Linked DNA regions of Gossypium hirsutum: region 1 is linked to region 2. The links are chromatin contacts, called in public Hi-C maps. All regions are on one chromosome and are shown on one strand. Each heading gives the region's core, a stretch centred on a gene start, on an enhancer-like site or on the middle of the called end of the contact. The rest is flanking DNA. Distances are from core to core; before and after follow the strand shown.

Region 1 (6,174 bases), core at 1,096-3,595, 190 kb after region 2:
TGCTAAAGCTCGACACCATTAGGCATCAACACGTAACCTCGTATATGAGGCTTTTACTGAGTTCATCAGAGGGAAGTTGTACAGTTTATTTGCACTATTGAGTGGTTTATCCACACCGTTTGAGTGTTTTAACCATACTGCATTAGTAGGTTCAATATACAAACATGTTGTGCATCCATAACCTTTTGGCAGCTTGTCTGCAAAAACTTTTTAACAAAAAAACCGATGGTTCACCCTTTTTTATTACTAGTGGTTTATCCAGAATGAGTGGTTCGTCCACAACGATGAGTGGTTTTATCCACAACATGGTATAAATGTAGAAGAGTTTTGGGGAACTCCTACTGTGGTGTGTAGCGGTGGGGTAAGACCCTTTTTTGATAAATTGAAATTGCTCTGTATTTATAAGCATTTGCATGATTGTGAATACTGAGAAATTATGATAATGAGTTAATCTGAAACACCGAAATTCCAAGTTGCTATTCAATTTGTGTTTATCCTTTAAGTTGATATTCTGTATATTTTGTCTACTGTTTGCACTGATTTTCTTGTAATAGAACTCACACTGAGCTTCATAGCTCACTTTTATTTTAATTCTATATTCACAGATAACCCACCAGGTTAGGGCACTGACTTGGCATACGGAGGGCTCAGCTTGAATCTGTTTTTCTCTATAAATATTTTTAATTTATTATTTGACAATTTAATTATTCAAAGATTGTATGTTATTTTTGAACTGTGGCATGGCACTTAAGTTTTGGTTTTTAATTAGCATGCATGTCTTTTAAATTGATTTTAGGATATTAATGTGAATATTAATTAATTAAGCAAGAACTTCGATTTTTATTAAAAATATAAACTATTATCATTTTTCCACTACTAGAGTATAAGTAAAATTTTGGGAAGGAATTAATAAAATAGAAATTAATTAAGTTTTCAAAAATAGTTACCGTTATAAGAAAAATGTTAAACTTAATCAGTTTTCATCAACACATGAGTTTTCTGAAAATTAATTAAGTGTTCTTCTAAAATAAAAAAAATGATTTAAAATGACCGTTTTATGAACCCCAATCGCTACTAGGTCATTTCGGTGACCAATGTAATCTCTTGAATTCAGGTCTAACGTCTAAGCCGAGTTGGGGAGGTTACAAAAATAGTGTTCTTAAACAAATTGACATTAACATTTTGATTGAAATAATTAACAATATTAAGTATTTAGGCTAATTAATGACATTATAAAAATATAATGATCAAATTATGTCCAAAATTAAAATATAAAGATTAAATATCAAGTTTCAGCATAGTATAAATGCTAACAAAAGTTTGATCATTGTCTTACAATGTAAAAGAAGAAGAAGAAGCAAACCAAACTCAAAAGAAACGAAAAGCATATTCGTTTTTAAGAATCTTAGGGCATTCAAATTGTATATAATCACGTAACATTCTAGTCTAAAAATTAATAATATTAAATATTAAATCAATTAATAAAATTATAACAATATAGAGATTAAATTATGTTAGAAATTAAAGTGTAACAGTTAAATCTCAATTTTAAACATATTAAGAAGATAAAATTGAATTTTAACTATTTTTTAAAATGTTAAAAAATAAAAGAAAAGAAAAGAAAACGTGTCAATAGGTGTTTCCTTTTATATAAAGTTAATATAGATTAGATAAACAAATTTTAAAATTTTAATTTAAAACTTAATCCAACATTTTTAATTTATTTATGTTAACTTAAAAAATATTTAATATTTTAATTTATTTTTTATTTTAATTTATATAAATATTATTTGTTTAAAAATTTATGTTTAAAATAAATAAATAGATAAAAATATTAATAATTAATTTATCCATTTAATTTGACTTTAATAGTTTTTATTTATTTAGTTATAAATTACCTATATTATCAATAACTATTTGCTAAGTTAATATTTTTAACTTTTTATGTTTAAGATAAATAGTTAATCAGATAATAAAAAAATTAAAAAGTTAAGCTATTCATTTAATTAGACTTAAATAAAATTTCAATTAATTAATTAATTATATATTATCTATAACTTTATGTTAATTTAATGTTTTTGAAATTTTATGTTTAAAATAAACAATTAATTAGATAAACATAAATGGATTCATTTGATAATATACGTGGATTACCTAGATTTCGTTATGTTTATTGTGTGACTTACCTCAATCCTGAGTAAATAACGGAGTGTGTGACTAGTCTATTTTAATATATTAAAAGCCTAAGTTCAATTGATAATAGAGCCAAAAGTTGATAGATTGGATATACAATTTTTATAAGACATACATCCACTTATGATAACGGACTTCAAAACCCAATAAATGCCGAATGATAGATAGAAAAAGTAAGGTGGTCAGGGATAGGTGAATGATTAATATAAGATGAAATAAGGAGCTAATTTGTTATTAGACCAAAACATGAAAGGTGATAATATTAGATATTAAATAAAAAAGTTTTTAGAGTTTGGTGACGAAAACAGAAATATATTCATGGTTGGGTGAGGAAGGGCGTAATTTATCAAGTTTCAGTAACTCAAATGATAAAAGGAGAAAAAAGAATTCACATGATTAAAGCGTTAATTATAACCATGAGATGATTGAGATCCAGTCAATCATCAAAATCTGAATCCAAGTTTTTCCCAAATTCCCACAAACCGCATTCATTCCTTAGACTACAACGGGTAATCTTATTTCGAATTGCGTTTCTTCAAAGCGGAAACCGGCCATGGCTGCCGCCGCTAATCCCCGCTCTTTCTACTCGGGTTCCAATCCTCCTCACCCCAACCGCTTTGTTTTCTCAGCCGATCCTCCTCCCAAAATCTCACTCACTCCCGATCAATTCAACTACTGCTCTGAGGCTCTCAAATTGTTCTCCCAAAAGCTCCAGATGCCCGACGAAATCAACCGCGAGTTCTCGCACTTACAGGTGCTTTTTACCTTTTCTTTTCTTTTGCATTTCAATATTGTTTATCGGAAATGGGTTATTAATTTGGTTTTTTCACTATCTTTAGGCAAATAGGATTACACCTTCGGAGATGATGAGGAGATGCACAGTGGGTTTTAACGGTGCTAATTTGGACAAGAATCGATACTCTGATGTCATACCATGTACTTTAAAAAGTTTATTTTTTTTCCAAAGTAAATTGCCTAAGTCGTTTGCACGATTAATTTGTAGTAAATGATCAAGAGCTTTTCCTTCTATTTTTTTCCTTTTTTTTTATACATCAAAGTGATTTTGCTAAAGACTTTCTTTTAATGGTTTCAGTCGACACGAACAGGGTAGTTCTTAATTCATGTAAAGATTACAGGCCAACTGCAAAGGGTTATATCAATGCCAGCTTTGTCACGGTAGATCTCTACTTTTGTCGTGTTTTAGTTGAAAGGAATTTATATCTATTTAAAACTATTTCCCTCCAATTGACCTATTTGGATCATGATATTCTTGAATGCAGACTTCTTCTTCTGAAAACATTTCTAAGTTTATAGCCACGCAAGGTCCATTACCTCACACCTACGAGGACTTCTGGGAGATGGTTATCCAATGCCATTGCCCTGTCATTGTGATGCTTACTCGGTTGGTTGATAATTATAAGGTACTTAGTTATATAGGGGCTGAGGCAAAGCACTTCTATTCTTTGAAAGTGGTTGAGCATGCATGGTTTCCAGCTAGGCGTGTTTCATTAAACCAGAGGGTTCCCCCATTCAAAGTTTGGTTGGTTCATCTAAGTAACTGATTCTAGGTGTTGTGTGTGCATGATAAAACTAACTATTTTTCCCCTAAAATTTAATCTAGATGATTACTTCTTGTATTTCCAGCATTATCTTAGAGTTGAGCTCTTGCTTGTGTTTTTGATAACCATTGAGAACATGTATGCTCATACTTTTTTTCTTTTTAAAGAAAAATGTTATTGATTAATATACTATAAAATGATCATATTGGTTTCTTTGAGGATTATAATATCTGGTTGTGTAAATTAAATAGAGACAGTAATTATTAGGCAACTTTGTTTGTTCAGTCTCGGTGCTTGTTTTTGTTTCCTAACTGTCACTTGTACCTTTTAGCAAACCATAAGAATTGCCACTTAAAGTTATCATCTGAACTGGTTGATTTTGGTGTTGATATTTCATTGATGATAGAGTTTTGTATGATATCATTTACCTCTTCACTTTTTGGTTGAGTATGCGCAATTTCATGTTTCTAGTATTCATTTGTTTTTGTTTTGGCTCTATTCTTATTTACAATTTATGTGCAGACGGTAAAATGTGGAGATTACTTTCAAGCAGAAAATGGTCCTAGACAATTTGGCAATATCTGTATTGATACTAAATGGATACAAGAAACAGAAACCTCATTATTGATACGCAACTTGGAAGTAAATTATAAGGAGGTATGATTTCTGTGTTGAAAGTCCTGACCTTTTGTTACAACTTCCAAGAAAGCATCATATGCCGCAGTTTCTACAATGGAACCGTACTTGAGATTATTCTACTCTTGTTTGTTTGAATAGTGTATATTTATTTAGTTTAATTCTGCAACAAGATCTTGTTCTGGTCCTCAATATAGTGACCTCATAAATATTGTCCTATAGCGTAAACAAACTAAACCATGAGGTTCAGACAAATAATTTTTGGCCAAACACCAAGGGAGAATGTGACACAAAATATTAGTAAACAATCTTCATTCATGCTCTTTCATGAATTACATCCACTAGCAACTGACTCACACCACTTAAATTTCGGTCTAAAACTCTTTCATGAATTTTATCTCCTAGCAACTGGCTTACACCATTTAAAGCTGGGTCCTCCAAACTATCTATGCGTCAAGCCAGTAGTGCAAAAAAGGAAATGAGTTTGAGCAAAGCGCTTTGACTTCAGATGAATTTTATAAAACATTGTTTTGCCAAGTTTCTCTACATTGTTTAAGGATATTCTAGCAGAACTTGTTTCTCCTGAAACCACTATAACTTGATTTCCGGTTGCAGCTTTCAAAGACTTAGCTTTCACGTTGAATTTAAATAGTTTTTGGTTGAAAGACTGCATCACCTTCACATTGTTGTTTTCTTTCAAGTTTTCCTGCTTTTCTTGAGTTTAGCATTGAGTTTATTTTGATAGAAAATGAATCAATTCTTTTTACTACAGAGTCATAACCCGACATTGTGTCCCTTGAGGTATCCAAAATATAATCAGCCTACCGCCAATCTTGCCCTTCTTCTAAAATTGTGGCAGGAACCCTATGGACAATAGGAGATTTTCCCTCAACTTGAAATGCTTCAATTTCTTCACTTCCTTCAGGATACCTGTCATAAATGGGTTCTAGCATATCATTCTCTTGCTCTTTTACATTCATCTTGTGAAGAAAATCAGCAACATCTATAGTAATTCTGCCCTTGTTTAACTTAAGGTCATGCACTAACCACTCCTCCAATCCACCTCGTATCATAGGGTTTGCGGGTCCAAATTCCAATATCACAAAATGGGTTTTCCTCATCATTCAAATTGATCAGCAATACTACCTTTTAGCAGGTTAAATTGATTGTGGGGACCTTCCAAAATCTCCAGCTGGGTTCCCATTTGTTCTTATTGTATCCTAGCATAAGTCGCAGACAACAATTCTAATAGTAGGCTGACTCATAGCGCAGCAAATTGTGTTCCTTGACCTGATTTCCTCTTCCTCAAGCTGTAACACATCCAAACATGGCTTAAATGCAAACCCTATCATGAACCCTCGGATCTAATCAGGCTTTAATGCTAAAATTAGTATGGTGTAGGGAGAAAGCAGCAGCAGTCAAAAGAAATAAGGCTGAAAAAAAGATAGGGCTATATATGCTTCTAGTTTCTGAAGTCTATTAATTTGAATAAAATAGTAAGGCTATTTTACAGCTTATTTATACTAGGTTACAAGTTTATCCTCACCTAGATTTAAACCCTCAAAATAACAAATAATCCTAATAATCTATCCATATATCTAATAATTAATAAAGGCAAATAATAAAATAACGTAATAATAGAAGTAAAGCTCCTGTATAATGCACTGGGCAGAAAGGCTGGAGATTATTTCTCACAATATAATGATAGTCTCTCCATCTAAAACAACATATGTATATTATATATTGAAGTTAATTTCATGTAGATTGTAATATGCATATTGGTCTC
Region 2 (5,912 bases), core at 158-2,657:
ATAGAAAATAAATAAAAATAAAATTCATGGCATGAAAAATGAAAAAAAGAAGAAGAAAAATGATCTGATTTTGTAAAAACAACCGAAAGGAGGGAACAAGGTTAGAAAGGATGTGGCATTAGCATCCCACAACGTGCCCCTAAAATGATGTATTGTAGTATCCTGATATTTTATTCGTAGTTTATTAAATTTCATTATATTTGGTACATTGGGAAAAAAGAACCTTTATTTCTCACACCAAAAGTAATAAAGAAAAAGATAATGTTTGCGGAAGGAGCTACATTTTCTTGGAAAAAAATCCTCCGATATCTTTCATATATATTTTTTTTATTACAAATCAACGCCAAAATTTAACAGTGAAGGTAGCTCAACAACCTGATATGGCTCCATCCATCCCAATACAAAAAACACATGTCAACATTGGCAAAGCTAAAAAATATTGACAGAAAAACACACAAGTGGTATGGAGAAGAGTCAAATTTTTTGAACATCAGTGTCATTTTCTAAGGTCCAATGGAGTTTTGTTCTCTCACATGGACTAGTGTAATTCCTAAAATACATACATCACATGAAAATACATCCAGCACAAGTAAATTATTATATCATTGTTTCTAGTAACTCATGATCAAACAGCCCAATTCCTTCATTCATTCATTAAAAAAGACAAAAGGCAGAGGCAACATTTCAGCTTTCTATTCATATTATATATTACAGACATCATCCATCCTTGTCCTCATATGCAACATAAAACAGAGGAAAATTAAAGAAAGAGAAATTAAGAGCAGCAGAATGTGATCACTGGATCTGTTTAAGTTGAGCGACGAGTAGTAAGTATGCCGTAATTAGCTGTTCTGCTAGACCTTGGCAGATACACTACTGATTCCGAGACAGCACAGGTTCTTTTACAAGAAGAGTAGAGATTAATAAATCCCAACCTGTCACTGATACTCCTTGTTACTTTAACTCCACTCCATAAATTGCTTCCTGATTCTTCATCATTATCATCTTTGCAACATTCCACCATCGCCGCGAAAAATGGATCCTTCCCGCCTGCATTCGATGCTTTTTTCCGGGCTAAAATCTCTTCAAAGTTGTTCCTTTTGGAGGTGGGTGGAGTGGCCGGGGGAGGTAATGGCAGCAACTTTATGGACCCTTTTTGCTTCTCATCTTCTAGCTTCTTCTTAGGAACCCCTGGCAAATGCTCCCAAGAAAAGGGTACACCGGAAAATCGGAGTGGTGTAGCAGGACTCAGAGGTGAATCCTCCGGAAAATACAAAGATCCGAGTGAAGATGACGACGAAGAAGAAAGTGTTCGTCGGGAGGAATGGTATTTGGCTGCCGGAATGATGGTGTCACAATCTTTTGAAGCCATTTGGTCACGGCCACTTTGAGTTGATGAGGAATCCATAGCTTAAGAGAAAAAGAGAGGGGGGGGGGGAAGACCAATTTGTGTTGTTATATGATGCCTTTTTATTTATTTATTTGATCTTGTTTGCATATATTTATATTGATACCGTATTTGTTGCATATAAAAAGTTTTCTTCTTTTCTTTAGGTTTATTATATATATATATATATTTATATTTATCAATTTTACTTTTTTTTATGTTTTTTAAATTAAATTGGGTTCTCAGTGTTATAAAAAAAATTCAATTTTGACCATAAAATTTTCTAAAAAATTAAATTAATTTTTAAAAATAAAAATACTAACTAAAATATATAATTTTTAAACATTTCATTCCACATGTTAATGTATATGTACTTAATGCTAATTTTTCTTAATTTTTAGGAACCTTATATATATTTTGAATTTTATTATAATTTTTAAATTATTTATTAATTTGATATATAATACAAATAATATTATGTCAACATGAAATATACATTAAAGAGTTAATATTTTAGCAAATAATTCTATTTAAAAAAATACGTAATTCTTTTTAAAAAATTAATGAGTAAAAATTAAATGAGATTATAAGATAATATCAAATAAAAAAAGAGAGGGGAAGGCAAGGAAATATAAAAAGGAGTAGGGAGAGAATGGTGGTGGTTTATGTAGCTGAACCGATACATGGGACCCTAAACCGGTGGTAAATCAATATTGTGGTTATTATTGTTTTTTATTGAAAGATGAACCTATATATTTAAGAAATAGTCCCACATATTTATATTTATTTTGGGAGGTGTCCTTATTATGGTTAGATTGAAATGTGGCCATGGAAATGGAAATGCAAATGCAAATGCAAATGCAACATTAGACTGCGTGACAGTCTCCTTACATCATATATGCACAAACCCGGTTTTACATGAAATCCTACCTTAATCAAACCACCATACACTCACCATTTATTTTCATAAAAACATTAATCTAAATTAAAAATAGTTTAATTGGATTTCGATTATGAAATAAAATTTGGGTCAAATATATTTATATTTTTTATTAATTAATTATATTTTTTAAGTTATATATATATGTAATTTTTTTAATATCCTATTTAAAAAGGAAGAATTATATTCTTTAAAGTATTTGTGTGTTAATAAATTAAATCCAGATTTTGATAGTTCCAACGTAGAGAATTATGGGGTGTTGAATTAATGTAGCAAATTTCAATTCTAATGCGACAGAAAACCTGAAACGGTTGCTGACAATGTCTGCAATTGCTTTTCCTTGATCTACTTTTGCAGTACAAATTATTGGTTTGTTTTCATTGAAAAATAAAATCTAAAGGCATCGATTTACAAAGATGGTGTTTTAAGTCTAAAATGGTAATTTTATTTTAACTCTGGTTTGCATTTAACGATGTTAATCTATAGATTTTGCATCAACCAGTTGGATCTATTGGTCAATAATTCACCTTTGATTCCTATTTTATAAGTTTCTCATTCATCCAGTTTAATTTTCTTAACTTCATTAACTAGATGAGACCAACATTTGATACTTTTTGATTTTTTTTTTTAATTTCGACTCATTTTAATTGAATTATTTAATTTTTTCAAATCATAAATTAACTTTTTCAAATACAAGTTGAGTTACATTTTACAATTCAAATAACTTGAACAAAATTTTATGTAAATACCTCCTCAGTCCCTGATAATTTTAAAAATATGTAAATTTATCTCTCTCAAAATATTTAAAATTTTTAAAATAATCTTCTAAAATTCAAAATATTTATAAAATATTTTTTAAAAATTTTATAAAATATTTGTATAAATTCAAAAAAATAAAAATATTAAAAATATATAAAAATACTAAATTATAATTTTTTTAAAAAAATCCAAGATGATAAATTTGAGGTATTAAATAAATAATTATCAAACCAAATTTATATACTAATCATCTTTTTTTCCATTATTTTATATATATATATTTTAAAATATATATAAATGATATTTGATATTTTTTAATTCAAGTTTTAAAAATTTATTGACTCGACTCAATTTAATTTTAACATGACAAGAAATAAAATCCAACAATACAATATTTAACATGATTTAATAGCTTTAGTTTACATCCATGATCTAAAGATATAAAGATTGGTCCATTAAACTTTTACAAGAAAAAAACACACACACACACACACAAAATACAATTTATATATACAACTTCACTTCAGTATATTGACTTTCTCCCAGCAATGACAAAATTCCTAAGGACTAAGGTTTCTATTTATAGGCTGGGCAAATTGAAGGGGCACAATGTATTTTTAAAATTTTGTAAAATTATAAGTTAATATGTTAATAAAATTATATTTTATTCTCTAAAAAAAAATCATATTTTTCAACTTTGTCTTCCTAAAATGATTTTTCAGCACAATGAGGGACTTGTGCTCATTAAACTCAAAGTCTTTCCTTTGAGTTAAAAAATCCAAAGTTCAATCGAATAATTTTTTCTAATATTTTCAAATTCTAGAATTATTAGAGAGTGAATTAAAGAATTGAACATAATATAAAATCTGAGATTTTTTAACGGGTAGAAGTTAAAATCCTATGTGTATCCTCAAATTTTAGATTTTAATTATAATCGCCAATATTTTATTGAGTTATCTTTGAAATGATGGGTACCAAATTTTTGCCCAGGCTCATTTACCATTAAAGCCCAAATTTTTAAACCAAAAACAAACCCCAAAGACCAAAAATAGACTCAAAATCAAATCAAAAACAAAATAAAACCCAATTTTGAAGCCCAAATTACCCAAGCCTTAAATTAACCCTAAATCAAAAAGAAAAGAAAAACCCTAACACCCTTTTCTGTTGCAGCCGCCGCAAGCCTTCCCACGCACGTCCTCCACGTCGGTTTCCCCCACGTCGCCTCTCACCCATGTCGGCTCCAATGGCTCCACGTTCGCCATAATTTCATTTTTGTACCTGTAAAAATAAAGGCTATAAAATACAAAAAAAAACTTACTTTTTTAACTTCGGCCACTACACGTGGTGGCCAACGACGGCGGCAAAACGACGGACGAGGACGAAGCTCTGGTCCAGTTGCTGAAGAATTGGATGGGGCGAGAGAATTTGGAGAGCTTTTCAAATGGTTTTTGAGGAAAATGAAAGGAAAATATTGTTGAAGGGTTTTTTTTTTTACTTTTATTCCTTATTTATTATGCTAATTAATTCAATATTCCCGTATTTATGTTTCATTATGATTATTTTAATAATTAAAATGGTTTCTATTATTATGGTGTTTTATATTATTATTGTCTTAATTATTTATTTATCATCATTAAATACCACTGCTATATCTTTTTATATGAGTACCTTTTTCGTATATAATTATTGTTATCTTTATTATTTGTTGCCATTATTCTTACTTTTTTTAATATTATTTTCACTTTCTAATGCTATTTATCATTAACTTATTATATTATTTTTATCATCTTTTTTTACTACCATTGTATATTATTATTCTTTTGGGTTACTTTTTTTTTAAATTATCTTTATACGATATTCATTTTTTATCTATTTTATTAAAAGTTAATTATTTTAAATATAGTTTATTATACTTATTATTATTTATTGTTTATCATTATTGTTAACTTAGCATCGTTATTATTTTAATTTTATTATTATTATTATTATATTTAGTAATACTATTGATATATTGCTATTATTGTCATGTTTATTATATTATCATATTTATGACTATTGTTGTTTCCATTTTTTATTATTTATTAAAAACTATATTTTTTTTGTTATTTATATAAGGTTAGCATGATTCTCATATTGTCATTTTTATGTCATCCATTATTATTTATCGTTTTTTTCCTCTCCAAATTTTAATCGTTTTAGTTCTTTTATTCCATAATGTATTCTCAACTTGTTTTTAATATAAAAACAATTTTCTATACTTAATCGTTTTAAAAAACGTGCCCTACCGTATTGGGTTCGTCTTTTTTTTATTCAATTTAAGTATTTTATTCAACATTTTGTTCCCAAATAGTTTTTAATAAAGGCAATTTTCTATACTTAATCGTTTTAAAAAACGTGCCCTACCGTACTGGATTTCGTTTTTTATTTGATTTAAGTATTCGAATATCCTTCTTAATCGATTTATTCTTTAAATTTTCTCCTAAACAATGGCAATTTTTGATATTTGGAAGCTCGGAAAATTGTACCCTACCGTATTGGGTTTCGGTTTTTGTTCGATTCAAATATTCGAATATCCTTCTTATTGAATTTCTCCAAGTTTTGAAAAGTGGAGGCACTGTTCTGTATTTAAAAATTCGAAAATCATTCCCTACCGTTCTGGATTGTGGTTTTACGTTTGATTTAAATATCTGAATACCCCTTTTTTTTTAAAAAAAAAGTGCACGAATTTCTAAATAGAAGACAAGCTCATAATCAGGGGTAAAAAACGTTGTGTCCTACCGTACTGGACGTGACGTTTTATCTTGGAGCGAGATGGTCTTTAACTCA

What was found. Hi-C and Micro-C count contacts between places; a contact is called where the count stands out from the background.
Region 1: a contact with region 2 is called in a Hi-C map of leaf, with 1.9 times the contacts expected there. The contact joins the promoter of LOC107889363 here to the promoter of LOC107889356 in region 2. A contact is called at or near these places in 7 of 34 Hi-C or Micro-C datasets (callus, leaf and petal).

Annotation. Positions count from the first base shown.
Region 1 is chrA09:69,642,074-69,648,247 of Gossypium_hirsutum_v2.1, forward strand. LOC107889363 (protein-tyrosine-phosphatase PTP1) reads left to right here and starts at 2,346. Exons shown (of 9, transcript XM_041076553.1): 1 at 2,346-2,947; 2 at 3,033-3,129; 3 at 3,287-3,369; 4 at 3,474-3,614; 5 at 4,275-4,409. The coding sequence starts at 2,747.
Region 2 is chrA09:69,450,135-69,456,046 of Gossypium_hirsutum_v2.1, forward strand. It overlaps LOC107889356, which reads right to left and starts at 1,408. Exons shown (of 1, transcript XM_016813744.2): 1 at 809-1,408. The coding sequence starts at 1,408. The coding sequence ends at 809.